Regions from separate parts of the Drosophila melanogaster genome. Here region 2 is linked to region 1. Evidence: chromatin contacts called from public Hi-C data. All regions are on one chromosome and are shown on one strand. The core of a region is the stretch at or near the end of the contact, and the rest is flanking DNA. Distances in the headings are between cores, read along the strand shown. Region 1 holds the start of CG2493. Region 2 holds the start of IKKepsilon (I-kappaB kinase epsilon).

What was found. A called contact is a pair of places that touch in the nucleus more often than the background predicts.
Region 2: a Hi-C map of the Kc167 cell line shows a contact between it and region 1, with 7 times the contacts expected there. The contact joins the promoter of IKKepsilon here to the promoter of CG2493 in region 1. A contact is called at or near these places in 3 of 107 Hi-C or Micro-C datasets (the Kc167 cell line and the S2 cell line) and 1 of 6 datasets of contacts at active chromatin or transcription factors (the Kc167 cell line).

Annotation. Positions count from the first base shown.
Region 1 is chr2L:20,458,622-20,465,948 of dm6, forward strand. It overlaps CG2493, which reads right to left and starts at 4,823. Exons shown (of 1, transcript NM_136193.2): 1 at 2,964-4,823. The coding sequence starts at 4,749. The coding sequence ends at 3,322. lncRNA:CR44980 (long non-coding RNA:CR44980) reads right to left here. Exons shown (of 2, transcript NR_124394.1): 2 at 5,881-6,788. CG18858 reads right to left here and starts at 454. Exons shown (of 4, transcript NM_001273699.1): 1 at 1-454. The coding sequence starts at 24. Cdc23 (Cell division cycle 23) reads left to right here and starts at 721. Exons shown (of 3, transcript NM_136192.3): 1 at 721-1,769; 2 at 1,828-2,429; 3 at 2,490-3,108. The coding sequence starts at 797. The coding sequence ends at 2,951.
Region 2 is chr2L:20,671,707-20,679,033 of dm6, forward strand. IKKepsilon (I-kappaB kinase epsilon) reads left to right here and starts at 4,339. Exons shown (of 7, transcript NM_136204.3): 1 at 4,339-4,407; 2 at 4,488-4,682; 3 at 4,755-5,781; 4 at 5,838-6,117; 5 at 6,173-6,248; 6 at 6,310-6,434; 7 at 6,495-7,273. The coding sequence starts at 4,599. The coding sequence ends at 7,065. It overlaps CG31678, which reads right to left and starts at 4,235. Exons shown (of 6, transcript NM_165336.3): 1 at 3,931-4,235; 2 at 3,289-3,864. The coding sequence starts at 3,983. It overlaps Cen (Centrocortin), which reads right to left. Exons shown (of 2, transcript NM_136205.4): 2 at 7,215-7,327.

The sequences.
Region 1 (7,327 bases), core at 3,573-6,072:
AAGCACTCCCGATTTGAGCCTCATTGTGCGTTGCGTTGTAAACAAAGCAGGAGTGGCGACTGACTACTTGGAGTATATAGCTCGCAGGTTATCGGATCGCGCTACTCAATTGACGCCAGATAAAGGCCTCCTGCGCATAAACAAGTGAATCAGCCTGCCGAGCTTTCTTTTGTGGTAATTGTAATGCATTTATATGGAGCCCTTGTGGTCTGCGCACTTTCCGTCAGCTGAGATTTGACCTTTAAACTATGTGTGTGTGCGTATGTGTGTATGCGGAACTTCGGCGGTCGCACTTCCCTGCGCAAAACGACGTCAAGAGTGGCTGTTATTGTTTTAACAAAAGCGTTGGCTTTGCAATTTTGTTGTTTTCTGCCTAATCTGTATTGTTGTTGTTGCGCAGTTTGTTATGGTCAGCGTTTATTTCTCCCCTCTTAGTAAACCATCCCTCTAGGTGTGACCAGGTGTCTGCACACACTCTGTTATCTTTGTGAACCAGTCACGGTTTTCATAATGTTATTCATATTATAAAAAATAATTTACGGAAGTACATATTCGCACAACTATAGAAGTAATCTAATCTTTTGCCTGTAAAAACCACTCCATATTTGTAATTCAAGCAGAGCTCATTACTAACCTACTAGCTATCTATCTAGTGACTGGTCACCTAAGGAGCACCCCCACGCACTTATCGATACACACGAATATCAATGTCCGATAGTTTAGTTAGCACACCACTAGGCGAAGCGCGCCGGCAAATAAAATTGTTTTCATAGCCTTTCCAAACAAATCCGGAACAATGGCGATGCAGAAGTTCTTCAGCGTGCTGCTGCCGGATGTGAAGCGGGAGCTGCGCCGCGGGATCATCGAGTGCTCCAAGCGGGGCCTCCTGCACAGCACCAAGTGGCTGGCGGAAATGCATCACGGACTGGCCGATGTGCACATAGACAATGAGGCGCCTGATGAGGATCGCACATTCAGCGAGTGTCAGCTGGAGGGGATTGCGCCGGAGGAGTACAGCGACTACTTCCTGGCCAAGAGCTACTACGACGTGAGGGAGTACGACAGGGCGGCGCATGCGGTCAGGAACTGCGAGTCCAGTGTTCCGCGCTTCCTGCACTTCTATTCCAGCTACATGGCCAGGGAAAAGCGGCGACTGGACTCGACCACGGACCAGGCGAATCTGCACGAACCGAATCAGATGCGCGATCTCGCCGACCTGCTGGCTACGTTGCGCATGGAATACGGCAAAAGTCGGCTCGATGGCTACGGAATATACTTATACGGAGTAGTCCTGAAAGCACTGAATCTCAACCAGGCCGCCGAGCAAATGCTGGTCCAGGCCATCAGACTGGTACCCATGCTGTGGAGCGCCTATCTGGAGCTCTCGCCCCTCATCATGGAGAAGAAGAAACTGCTGAGCCTGCAGCTGGGTGGTCACTGGATGCGGCACTTCTTCATGGCGCACACTTACCTGGAGCTGTACCTCAACGACGACGGCCTGAAGATCTACGAGGACCTGCAGGCATCGGGTTTCAGCAAGAGCATCTACTTGATTGCCCAGATGGCTCTGGTCTATCACAATAAGCGGGATGTGGACAAGGCGATTGAGCTGTACCAGGCGCTTCTCGAGAGCGATCCCTACCGCCTGGACAATGTGGACACCTATTCCAATCTGCTGTTCGTCAAGGAGATGAAAACCGAAATGGCACAGTTGGCCCACAAGGCTGTCAGCATCAACAAGTACCGCCCGGAGACGTGTTGTGTAATAGGTTAGGCTCTGCTTTGCTTTAATGTTATAGCTTACCATAATACACGCTTTTCCATCAGGCAACTACTACAGTATCCGCTGTGATCACCAGGTGGCCATTTCCTACTTTCAACGCGCCCTGAAACTGAATCCCAAGTATCTGGCGGCCTGGACCTTGATGGGACACGAGTTCATGGAGCTGAAAAACACAAATGCAGCCATACAGAGCTACCGAAAGGCAGTGGAGGTCAACAAGCGGGACTATCGCGCCTGGTATGGACTGGGCCAGGCCTACGAGATCATTAAAATGCACTACTACAGCCTGTACTACTTTAAAATCGCCCACCAACTGCGTCCCTACGACTCTCGAATGCTGGTTGCCTTGGGCGAGACCTATGAGAAGCTGGACAAGTGCGAAAATGCTGTGAAGTGCTACTGGAAGGCCATCGATGTGGGTGACATAGAGGGCATAGCGATGTACAAACTGGCCAATCTGCACGAGAAGCTCGGCGACCACGAGACGGCGGTCCATTGCTACATCATGTACTGCGAGGATGAGCGGGCGGCCACCGATAAGCAGAGCCTCTACCAAGGGTTCATCACGCTGGCCAATTATTACGAGAAGAAGGGCGAGTACGAACGAGCCGCCTATTACGCTTACAAATGCCTAGACTCAGAGGATGTGGGTGCATTGTTTTAGGAAATTTGTAATGAATTTAACGAAAACACTCAATCTTTTTAGCGCAAAATGGAGGCAAAGGCGCTGCTGAAGACGATTGACTGGAAGCGCAATGCTGAGGGACAGAAGAAGGTAAAAACTTCGACGGCCGTGGCGAATGCAGATACCAGTTCCGAGGACGAGATGGAGTGGGAGCTCCAGGATGTGCGAGTTCGAGTTCCCATCACATCCATAGCCACCACGACTACCTCCACGACCACCGTAGCTGCGGAGAGCGCCTCGAGTAGCTCCCTGATCAGCTTGCGTCCGGACCGAAACCTGATTCAGGGCATGCGTCGATCCCAGTCGAGCAGGACTAGCTTAACCGCGCCTGCCAGCGGCACCACCACCACGCCATCGGCAACTGCTGTCACAATGTCCACCGAGGAAACGCCTGGCACATCCGGTGGCCCTTCGAATCCGCCCGAGCAGGCGCCCTCGGATGATAACAGCTCCATGGAAATATCCAGCGTATCCATCGATTAGTCAAATGCGTTCCAATTGTATAAATTTCTATTTGTTTTTATGAATTATATTGGCAATCCAAGTAAATAATGAACTAGTCCTATTCACCATTGCCAGGTCCAAAACGTCATCCTTCTCCATCATAGTTAATGAAAATATAGTATTTCACAAAACTACTAAATACTCCATATTAATCGAATGTGCAAACAGGATCTTCAATTCAAAAAACTTTAGTATGGCTTATAATTTTTGTGATCTTAAACTGAGTGTTTCATAATTTGTTCCTTGGTTTAAGAATACCAAATATTTGATTAATCTGGCCTTGCTCGGCTGTTATATAATATGAATCCCCATAGTGGAGCGATTCAGTATGGGTAAAAGTAATCTCGCTTCAGAAATCTTGGATCCATCGTGCTATGATGGCTGCTTCCTTATCGCGGGCATCGCGCACAGAAGGTGGATCGGCCGGATCGCTGTGGCGCAAGTCCAAGTGATGGGCTCCCTCGGGCAGGATGATGACGAAGACCTTGTCGTTGGGAGCCTGAAGCACACCGCCACCGCTCCAGGGATCCAGAAGACCGTTGCTGAAGATGATGTTGGTCGCAGCCTCCAGGTTTCTGCCGCCATAGCGCAGAATGATGTCGTATGGCTTGGGGGTGAGACGGTAGTTCTTGTAGCACTTTTCCGCGTAATCCTTGAAGTTCCAGCTGGACGTGCGGAACATGGTTTCGGAGCCATTGGAGCAGATGGGCATCACCATCTGGTTGCAGCTCTGGATATTCCAACCGGAGTCATCGGCGTTGGAGTTGACGGATATATCGAGGCACTTGGCGGACTGTGTGTAGTTGGTGTAGACAGCCAAAGCGCTGGACATGGCGTGCAGCAAATCGGCGTCGGTGGAATGCAGCTCCTTCAGGTAGTAGCACACCTGCCTCACGGGATAGGCAGGTAATGGGGCCAGGAAACTGCTGTTGTACGGGTAATTGACCATGGCGAGATTGCTGTACACCTCCTCCACGTAGTCCAGGAACTTCTTCAGATCGTCGTCGTTCTTCAGGGCATTGCATAGGTGGAATGCATCCGATATCTGCTTCTTGCCGGCCTCGCTGGCGCCCAGAGTCTCGAAGAGTTTCCACGACTTGGCAATATTCAAGGTGCAGTTTTCGTTGTAGGCATTCTGGAACACCGATGTCACAATCCTGTAGAAGATGTCGCAATCGGTTATCCCGGGGAACTGCAGAACGGGCGCCGAGGCTGCCAGGGCTCCGTTGACCAAATGCGGATACTTCATCCGGAACCAGGCGGCCAGCATTCCGCCATAGGAGCCCCCGAAGGCCACCACGGGCATCTGGCGATCGTTCCGCAGGAACGTGATCAGCATGGCGTAGTCCTCGAGCGTCTGCTCCACTGTGAAGTAAGCCAAGTGCTCCGGCAGGCTGGTGTTGAACGTGGAGCTACCGAAGGGCAATGACTTTCCATAGTAACGATGCTCCGCAAAGATCACCAGAGCCCGCTGTCGTTCCGCCTGCTCCCACAGGAATCCGGTATTCTGGGCGAAGAGTTCGATGTCCCCCTCGTTGCCCGTGTAGAAGAAAATCGGGGTGCGGGCATTGCTCTTGTCCACGAACGAGTCGTTGTACAAGTACCGGATGTTGAAGGTGGCGTTGATCAGGAAGCTGAAATGGTCCAGCGGCACCTGGAACTCCTTGATCTCGTACTTGAACCGCTGGCTGCAATCACAGCCCGCGATCAGCAGGATTCCCAAAACCGCTAACAGTGCAGCTCTCACTGTGGCTTCTCCCATATCGCGAAGAATCATATGACCTCTGTGGTTTGCACAATTTTCAGTTCGTTATCTGCAAGCCGGGCTTTATATTACACTTTGTGCAGTGTTACCAGATCGCGAGACGTGATTTTTGGAGCGGTTCTAAAGCACTCAAAAAAAAAAAAGATAACTTGCATTTCAAAATCGGATACATATTGTTAATAAAACTACGCATTTTACATTTACCACTCATTTGGTAAAGGGTAATGAAGAATTAAGTGGAGATTCATTTGAACTCATCATATCTTGTTAGAAAACAAACATTGTTTTGATCTTAGTGTGCCGAATCATCTTAACAACGTCTTATATTTAAAACCTTCTTTTTAATCGCCAAAAGTTTAAAAAACACAAACCGATGCCCATTAAGCTTCTTCAAATAAGTACTTACCAACACTGCACTCAACTCTCGATAATTTTCAGCAAAGCACCTGTCATTTCCCCCTATTTTGATTTGATTTGAGTTCGATTTCGCCATGCATTTAAAAATGAGTAGTGAGTAAGTCGGAAAATTATTAAAAATAATATTTATAGTGATAAAATAAAATATTTCATGAGGCCTCGTAATCCGTAAAAATCATAATATGAAATAAACATATATGTTTAGTATTTTATTTAAATTTTCATTATGTCTGTTGGATTTGAAAGTTGGATAATTTAAAACGTTCATTGAAGAACATGTCCTTCTGCCAAGCTATCGGGTCGTTCTAAAGTAATATGAACATAATGCATTTGAATATCTTCGGTGCCTAGATGAAAATCTTGCTTCCAAAAGTGCTCTAATGATTTCTTCGAGGACACTTTCCTTCTCAAAAGTAAACACTTCGATGAGTGGCCAATATTTTGCAATCATTGAACAGTGTAACTATAAAGTAACTTTATCTGTTGCTAAATATTTTACCACAACGACTTTGGTATTTAGCGGACACTCTTTTAATCGGATCTTTGTATTTATTTCTATCTGGAATAGAATAGCCCAAAGGATAGAATAGCCATAACAGTTTTTCAATTCGCCTTGCTATTCCGACCCTGAAAGCTGTACCCTATATATATAAATATATTAAAAAATTGTTTTATTTTTTCGTTTTAACATTTAATTACAGCAATTACAAACACATTTTTTGAAATAAATTTCCCACTTCTGAACTGATTGTGGCAACAAACGCCAGATGGCGTTAAAGGCACATGAACGGGATTGAGAGTAAAATACCGAGAATGTAAAAAACACGGGCAAATGTAAAGTTCATGTGTCGAAATGATGTAAATATACGCACTAGAAAAATTAAAGTTCATTTTGTAGTACTAAATATAACACAGTTAAAATATTTTAAAATGATGTTTGACAATATTTTGTTTCTTGAAAATCCCTGTATAATGTCAACCGTTGGCATCTATCATATAAATTTCGTGTCGTTCCGCCTGATCAATCCCACATATTATACATAGTCAAATATGTCTTTAGATAGGCATTTTTTGCAGGGGTAGCTACTCAAGTGTATCCAATGGCATAATATTGGGGCAACATAATTGGCATATGGTAAGAGGTTACCTCGCTGGCTTTGCCACACGATTCTTTCTTGGTGCTTCAGTTCAGTTTCTCCGATCGGCTCACAATGCATGTAAATTACTTATCTTAGAAAATACTGTGACAATTTAGTGTAATGAATTGGGTAAATGTGCCTAATGCGAAATGGCACATTTATGCGCGGACACAAATCAATTCATTCGGTCCCGCGAGTTTTGCACATAAATTAATAAGCCCTATAAATTATCATAAAAACGGCGGAAAATTGAATTTCGAGTGGGCGAATGTGGTGGGTGGTCCGTGCGCAGCTGTCAAAACGGGCCCAGCGGAAACGGAAACAAAGCAGCAGCATCAGAAATGTCAGCCAATGCAATGAGGTCACTCCGCCGGTGCCGCTGGTGTCACATGAAATATCCATCACAATAATCATCGCCGGACTCGTGGCCAGATTATTTTCCATCCTGTGCGCTGGCTCGCCTAATTGATTTCATTCTCCCGCTTTTTGCGTGTGCTAATGTCAAAAGAAGAAACAATAATCATTGTGGCTCTCTAGTTGTTCGACTAATTAGCGTTCAGAAATAATTGAATAATTGTCCACTGCGCCGCTCTGGAGCCCTTTCCCCCAAACAGGAACTGGCAGCAGTCTCTGCAGTCTCTTTTGAGATCTCACATCGCAGTTTTTGAAAGCAGCGCATTTATTTATATCTACACACCGTTTAGCTACCATAAAAGGTATGTATGTTAATATATTTAATTTCGCTGTATGGCAAAGAAGCGCCAGTAAAATTGCAAAATTAATGCTCTTCGTGTAAATTTGGCACATGAATATTTCATGACAAAGTGCCAAAACTTCAAAAATAACCAGAGAGAGTGGAAAAAAAGGCGACGAGGAAAGCAAGCATTTAAGTTAATGGGACGTGGGTTTATTTCTCGCTGTCTGCTCGCCATTGTATTTATGTATTATTTATACTTGTTTTTATGGACTGGATGGTTGGTTATTGGTCCTTTTTATTTATGAACATATAGTGAATATTCATTTGCAAGAATGTG
Region 2 (7,327 bases), core at 3,089-5,588, 210 kb after region 1:
AAAATAAAAACAAGAGGGAAAAATGCGAGAGGAATGCCCACAAAAGACAGGTGAAGGCGTACGACGGCGGCCTAATCAATGCAGCTGGACGAGATCAGTAATCGGCGGTCGCCTGGCGATCGCCTGGCGATCAACGATCAGCGATCGCGATCAATTTTGATTGACGAAAGTCAATGGGCGCACGCTCACAATCAATTAAGTATTTGGACATTGAGGCGAGGCGATAAGATCGATCATTGCATTCCATTTCGACGTGGGAGAGGACTGATCGTGCGGATCGTTGAGCGATCATTGACAGCAGATCGGCGGTTTTATCTATACAATATATAATCCTCCGAAGCTGTAAGTCCGCGACATTTGCATAAGTGCCAATTGCCTGATCGCCGTGAACGATCTGCGAACTTTATGGGCAAGTCCACGGGACACAGGGAGAAAAAAAGAGGCTCTGGCAAATGTAAAATTCGGAAACTACATGTACATATTTCCAACTGGTCAAAATGGCATAATTAAAACACAACTACCAGATGGCATGAGAACAGGCTATTGATGATGATGGTGGGCAACTTCCCGCTGTGTAACTGGGCGTACGTACGTATGTAAGTACACACATAATAATGGGTTTGCCAAGTGTGATTACGCTGTTCAACGAGATCATGATGCATTTGAAAGCCCAAATGGTAAAATCTCTTTAGAGAGTCCTTCGCGTCGAAAGTGAAAGTAATTCCCCGGCCGGCGAAAGATTCGCCGCCGATCACCTGCCAAATGCAAACCATGCACAAGTGCACATACTATATGTTCATATGTATCTACAGTCTCCAGCAGCAAATGTGTGAGATGTCTGGAAGGCCAAAATGGATTTTGATTCTGTCGGCTGCGTGCTACCGCCGCGGCTGGAAAACATATTTATGTCGGTCTGTCTGCCTGTCTGTCTGTCTGTCTGTCAGGAGGTGCTGGCGAAAACTGTTCGCGGAAAATGCAAAAAATGAAAGTAACTTCGTACTGATAAAGCCATTTACGGGGCCAGCCAGACACAAACATGACATCAAATCGAAGCCAGGCTCTGATTCGATGCCATTTAACACTTTTACCACCCGCGATAGAGCGGCGCACTAAAATCCGAGAGGCCAACGATATGCAAATGTGCTCAACGAGGCCTTTAAAGGATCTGCGACCAAGCGAGTCCGCGACTGGACACCACGTAGTGGTAGAGAAATGCTACACTTGAAGGAAACTCTGGTGGAAATGGAGAACTCCTGCGACGTCTTTCAAGTACAAATTGTACAATAATAAATCTTAAGGAGTTGTAACTTTTTGTTTTTGTACATCATTATTATTTGAAGGCACTAAAGTACACTAAATGGCGGGTATATTTCAGTCTCCAAATCGAAGAGGTGGCCTGCGTCTAATCTTATGTTTGTTTGCCACTTGTGCAACTCATTTTTTCCACTTTTTTGGGATGAATGAAATGACCGGCCGGCCGGCCAGCAGTAGATAGGCTCAGACTGACTGGCGGAGGAGGCATTTAGAAAGTACATACACTCACGGAGGGGAAAATAAATTGAAAAACTGTAAAGCAAATTACCAGCAAAAGGCATTGTGACAAGACAACGCGTGGGAGATCGCCGGAGCACTGGAGCTGGAGCTGGATTGCGATTGCAATTGGAATCGGTTTCGGTCGGTATGGAAGTGGCGTTGGGTCTGGACAGAGACAGTTTCGTATATAATTCACATATAGTTTGGCCCCCGGTTACGAAATGCCCGCGAATGAGTTATATTTGAAATACTTTAGCACATGTCGGTTTAACTGCTAAAACGCAATAAACCCAGGGCTATATAAGCACCTAAATTGGCGAAAGGAATTTCCAGAGACAACGTTTTGGGCAGTCATTACATGTGTATAAACCAATAGCGCATTCCGTTCAATAACCAATCGTCTCGAGACAAAATCAATCATATATCTCGAGGAAAAGCATTCTAGAACTGCAAAGTAATTAACAAAGAAAAAATATGAGATATCTGTGAGCAGATCGAAATCTGAAACTTGATAAGATAGCACCCATGAAAGTGTGTGGCGCCAGAGAACATCTAAGAATAGATGCCAGTTACGTAGCTCGCTGCAATTATTGCACTTAATCAATAGCCAGCCAGCTCTATCAATGAAACGAAAACAAGTGAATGTGGTTACTACGTTATACTATGCATGGCGTACGAGCAAAACAAATTGCAGTCGCAGCCACAAAGATTAACGACGTGGCACACTCGCGTGCAAGTAAGTAAACAAAACTCTGGGAAATGCCGGGGAAAATGTTGGAAAACGCTCGGATGTCTCACGCATCTGGTGTGGTGGATAGCATCGTATCCCATCGATAATCATGTTATTGGACAGTTCTATTTATAGGCAACAAAAGCAAAGCGCCAGCTAAACATTTTGCGATGACCTTGCCAACAAGCTAGTGAGTGAAAGGCATCTTTGATCTCATCCAGCTGTTGGTGGGCTGCAGCATGTGAGCGAACCTAAATCGTGCCCACCACCTCAAGACGTGACAACAACAAGCCCCGAGTACTGATAAGGGTCATTGGGGGACTAAGAGCCCCTATATAAAACACTATAGCCTTAATTCAGCTGATAACAGCGCGAGTTTTGAGATGACTGCGTTCGCCTGGGAATTTCATCTATGTACATATGACCATGTATTTAGTTATTATTCTTAGTTTCCGTACTGGCTAATCTCTTTGGCTCAAGGCTGTGCTCCTTCATGGGATGGGTAATTGCATATCAGCGATGCAGTACACTTTTTGCCTTTTTTATATGCCTCACACATTAAGCCCCTGTATTTTTCGTCAGTTTCCTTCTTTCCCTTTTAAATAAGTTAGCATTGGCCTTTGTTGTAGCCCTCTTTCATGTTCAAGTTCAAGTAAATAAGTCACGTCGATTGAAAAATACTTTCATACTAATGACAAAAATTACGCCAGCGGGAAATACTTCCCGTGGAAACACAAATAGAAAGGCACGTCAGTGCGTCACAAGAACTTATCAGCGAAAACCCCATGAAGTGTGCACATACATGTAACTAGGTGTACAAACGGCAGCGGTGAACTTTGAAGTAAAAAGGTTTCAAACTAAATTATTATAATAGATCTCCAAAATAAAATTATCTTTTCCAAAAATATATAACTCACTTATCCACAACAATAATATTATATAAATTCCAAGCTAAAGGTATTCTTATAAATCCTGCATAACCACTACAACATTGACCGCGAGTGTGGGATCAATAAACCACTCACCTTTCTTCCGCCTGCGGTAGTTGTGGTGGTTCCTGCAGCTCCGGCGCTTTCGGCTGCCCCGTCGCCGGCTCCTCCTGCTCCAATTGCTTTGGTTGGTCTAATTGCTGCGATTCACTAAATCTATGCACTTTACCGGCACTGCTACGCTTATTATAATTTAATTGATTATTTGGCACTTGGGCGGTGGATGAGGACGCGCCACCCACATCAGCGGCTAAATCGATTTCACTAATATATTCACTATGGCTTTTGGTCCGCTGCTGGTCAGATAGCGCGGGCAGCTCCTTTACAGGCACTGACGTGTCCCCAGATATTGGCCGATTGCCAGTTTGGGGCACTTCGGCGAAGGAGGAGGAGGAGGATGTGGCAACGATGGGCACGCCCTCCTGTGCAGAGGGCAACAAAACTCCAGCTCCGTTGTGGAGTGGCGGGGGTGGAGGTTCCGGCCTTGGAGGCGCCGCCGGTTCCTCGGGCTCTATGTGGGTTTTCCGAGCTGCATCCTTGGCTGAGTCGCCAGCCCTGCTTGGGATTTGTGAGTCTGCAGCTGCCACATTGTCGTACAACCAGAAACAGCAGCTGCAATCGGAAAATCCACTTAGAAATCGCTCCATATAGGCATGGATGGTATCTGTGTCAGCTCACCTCAGCAGCAGATTTATGAACATAAAGCGCACCAAGTGCAGCCGCATGTGCATCGTTTTAGTCGCTTTGACTTAACTTAACCGTGGCTAGTGCCCAATTCGCTAATTTACTATACTATTTTTGCGAACAGGCGAGGCCCGCGTTCGCCAAAAAGTACGTGTACCGTCGGGCCAGAGCTTTTGACATGGATTCGGTGATATTTTTTCACTCGATATCGATCTCGGGTTTAGCATGCGGCCAGCTCCATTGTGATTTAGTTAAAATAATAATAATAAATCAAAAAGCGCTGCAAAAATGTCAACGCGCACGTAAAATAACAAAAAACTGGAGGTGCCCGTGCACGCGATAGGCAGCTATCGAAGTAGCAGCTATTGTGGGAAGCAGTCACAGTACTTTCTATCGACTGCACTGGTTAACAAAGAACATGAAACGGGTTATAATATTTCCCTAGCAGATATGTTTAATACAATTGTGTGTGTACGTAATAAAACAGACAATCTAAATAGAATAATTATATATTTTATTGATAGTTCCAAAATAAACATGTTGTTTTGCAGTGTTATCGTATTATCGATAGACCTTCCTTACCAGTGTTTTTGTTTGTCACAATCGAGAAGGCGCTTGGAGTTATATCAAAAAATAAAAAATAGGAGGAAAACAGCCGCGAAATGTCCTTCCTGCGCGGTTCCGTGAGCTATGTGTGGTGCACCACCAGCGTCCTGGGAAAGGGAGCCACCGGTTCCGTGTTCCAGGTTAGTGTGCTTAACGGTGTTCCGAATTTCCCACCTGACTCACTTTCCTTTCGTATTTTCCTTGTCTTTTAGGGGGTCAACAAGATCACCGGCGAATCGGTGGCGGTGAAGACCTTTAATCCCTACAGTCACATGCGACCGGCTGATGTGCAGATGCGGGAGTTCGAGGCCCTGAAAAAGGTCAACCACGAGAATATAGTAAAGCTGTTGGCGATCGAGGAGGATCAAGAGGGGCGTGGTAAGGTGATCGTGATGGAGCTCTGCACAGGCGGAAGTCTCTTTAACATCCTGGACGATCCTGAGAACTCGTACGGTCTGCCGGAACACGAGTTCCTGCTGGTCTTGGAACACTTGTGCGCCGGAATGAAGCACTTGCGGGATAACAAGCTGGTGCATCGCGATCTGAAGCCCGGAAACATAATGAAGTTCATCTCGGAGGACGGGCAAACCATATACAAGCTTACTGATTTCGGTGCTGCTAGAGAACTGGAGGATAATCAGCCGTTTGCCTCTCTATACGGCACAGAAGAGTATCTTCATCCCGATCTCTACGAGCGCGCTGTGCTGAGGAAGTCAATCCAGCGATCGTTCACCGCCAATGTGGATTTGTGGTCGATTGGGGTCACGCTCTACCATGTGGCCACCGGAAATCTGCCTTTTAGACCTTTTGGTGGAAGGAAAAACCGAGAGACCATGCACCAAATCACTACCAAAAAGGCTTCTGGGGTGATTTCCGGCACTCAGCTGTCCGAGAATGGACCAATTGAATGGTCCACCACGTTGCCACCGCACGCCCATCTCTCGCAGGGACTGAAAACCCTGGTGACGCCTCTTCTAGCTGGACTTCTCGAGGAGAATAGGGAAAAGACCTGGTCTTTCGATCGTTTCTTCCACGAGGTGACGCTCATCCTCCGCAAGCGTGTCATTCATGTGTTCTTCACCAATCGGACTAGTTCGGTGGAAGTGTTCCTAGAGCCAGACGAGCAAATTGACAACTTCCGAGAGCGTATTTTCCTGCAAACAGAGGTGCCGCTGGAGAAGCAGATCCTTTTGTTCAACAACGAGCATCTGGAGAAGAAGGTTACTCCACGAACGATAGGTGAGTCAGTGCCTTTTAAATATAATGGTAATTGAAAAACAATTTATACATTCCAGCTAAAGCATTCCCTGCCACCACAACAGATCAGCCAATATTCCTCTACAGCAACGACGACAACAATGTTCAGTTGCCCCAGCAATTAGATCTCCCCAAGTTCCCAGTGTTCCCTCCCAATGTTTCAGTGGAGAACGACGCCAGTCTGGCAAAGTCCGCTTGCAGCGTTGGCCATGAATGCAAAAGACGCGTGGACATCTTTACTTCCATGGATATCCTTATTAAGAAGGGAGTGGAGCACTTCATAGAGATGCTAGTGACCACAATAACTCTACTATTGAAGTAAGTAAAAGGAGGAGAAACTTTATTATCAAATAATAAGTTAATTAAATTTCAGAAAAACTGAGAGTTTTGACAACTTGCTTTCCACTGTGATTGATTATGCAGATGTGGTGCACAGCATGGCCAGAGTGGTAAGTGGCTAGGTCTCCCTGTGGATAACTCCTTGGTATAATCGCATTGGTATTCTTTTAGACTAAAGGAGATCAGGAGATAAAGACCCTGCTGACTGCCTTGGAAAATGTCAAAAGCGACTTTGATGGAGCCGCGGATGTGATCTCGCAGATGCACAAACATTTTGTGATAGATGACGAACTTAAGTAGGTTTTGTTGGAAATATGCTTGGATTAAGTTATAATTCCAATCGATTTCTTATCCAGCGATCAATGGACCTCCTCCATGCACGGAAAGAAGTGTCCTTGCAAGACCAGAGCCAGTGCCCAGGCCAAGTATCTGGTAGAAAGGCTGCGGGACTCCTGGCAGCACTTGCTCCGGGATCGTGCAACGCGCACACTGACCTACAACGACGAACAGTTTCATGCCCTGGAGAAGATTAAAGTGGATCACAATGGCAAACGGATAAAGGCCTTGCTTTTGGATAACGTAAATCCGACAGTGGCACAAATCGCAGAGTGCCTGGCGGACTGGTATAAGTTGGCTCAGACCGTCTACCTTAAAACTCAAATTTTGGAGAAGGACGTGCGCGATTGCGAAAGAAAGTTGAACGGAATACGCGATGAGTTGTATCACGTTAAGTCGGAGCTGAAGCTGGATGTGGACACAAAGACCATAAACAACAATAATCAGCTGGCCAAGATAGAGGAGCGGAATCGGCTAAGGGTCATGCAGCAGCAGCAACAGGAAGTTATGGCTGTCATGAGAACGAACAGCGATATAATAAGTTTGCTTAGCAAACTGGGCATTACCAACGGAAGTCTGGAAAGTAGTTAGACGGGCATATCATGAAAGTGCAAGAATATTTTATTTGCCTTTACTTTGTAAGTTAACAATAAATGTTTACTTTTTTATATCTGAATTTGTAAAGCAACTACATATATTCCTATTGAAACTTGGCTGAATATCGTGAAAGAGTAAGATTTCTGTAGGTCATTAAATTATTTATTTTATCATGCTGAAATAAAATTAAATTTCCGATTATAGTTATTTAGTTATTGTTATTTAACTGTCTATACATGAAAAAGCGGACTAGACT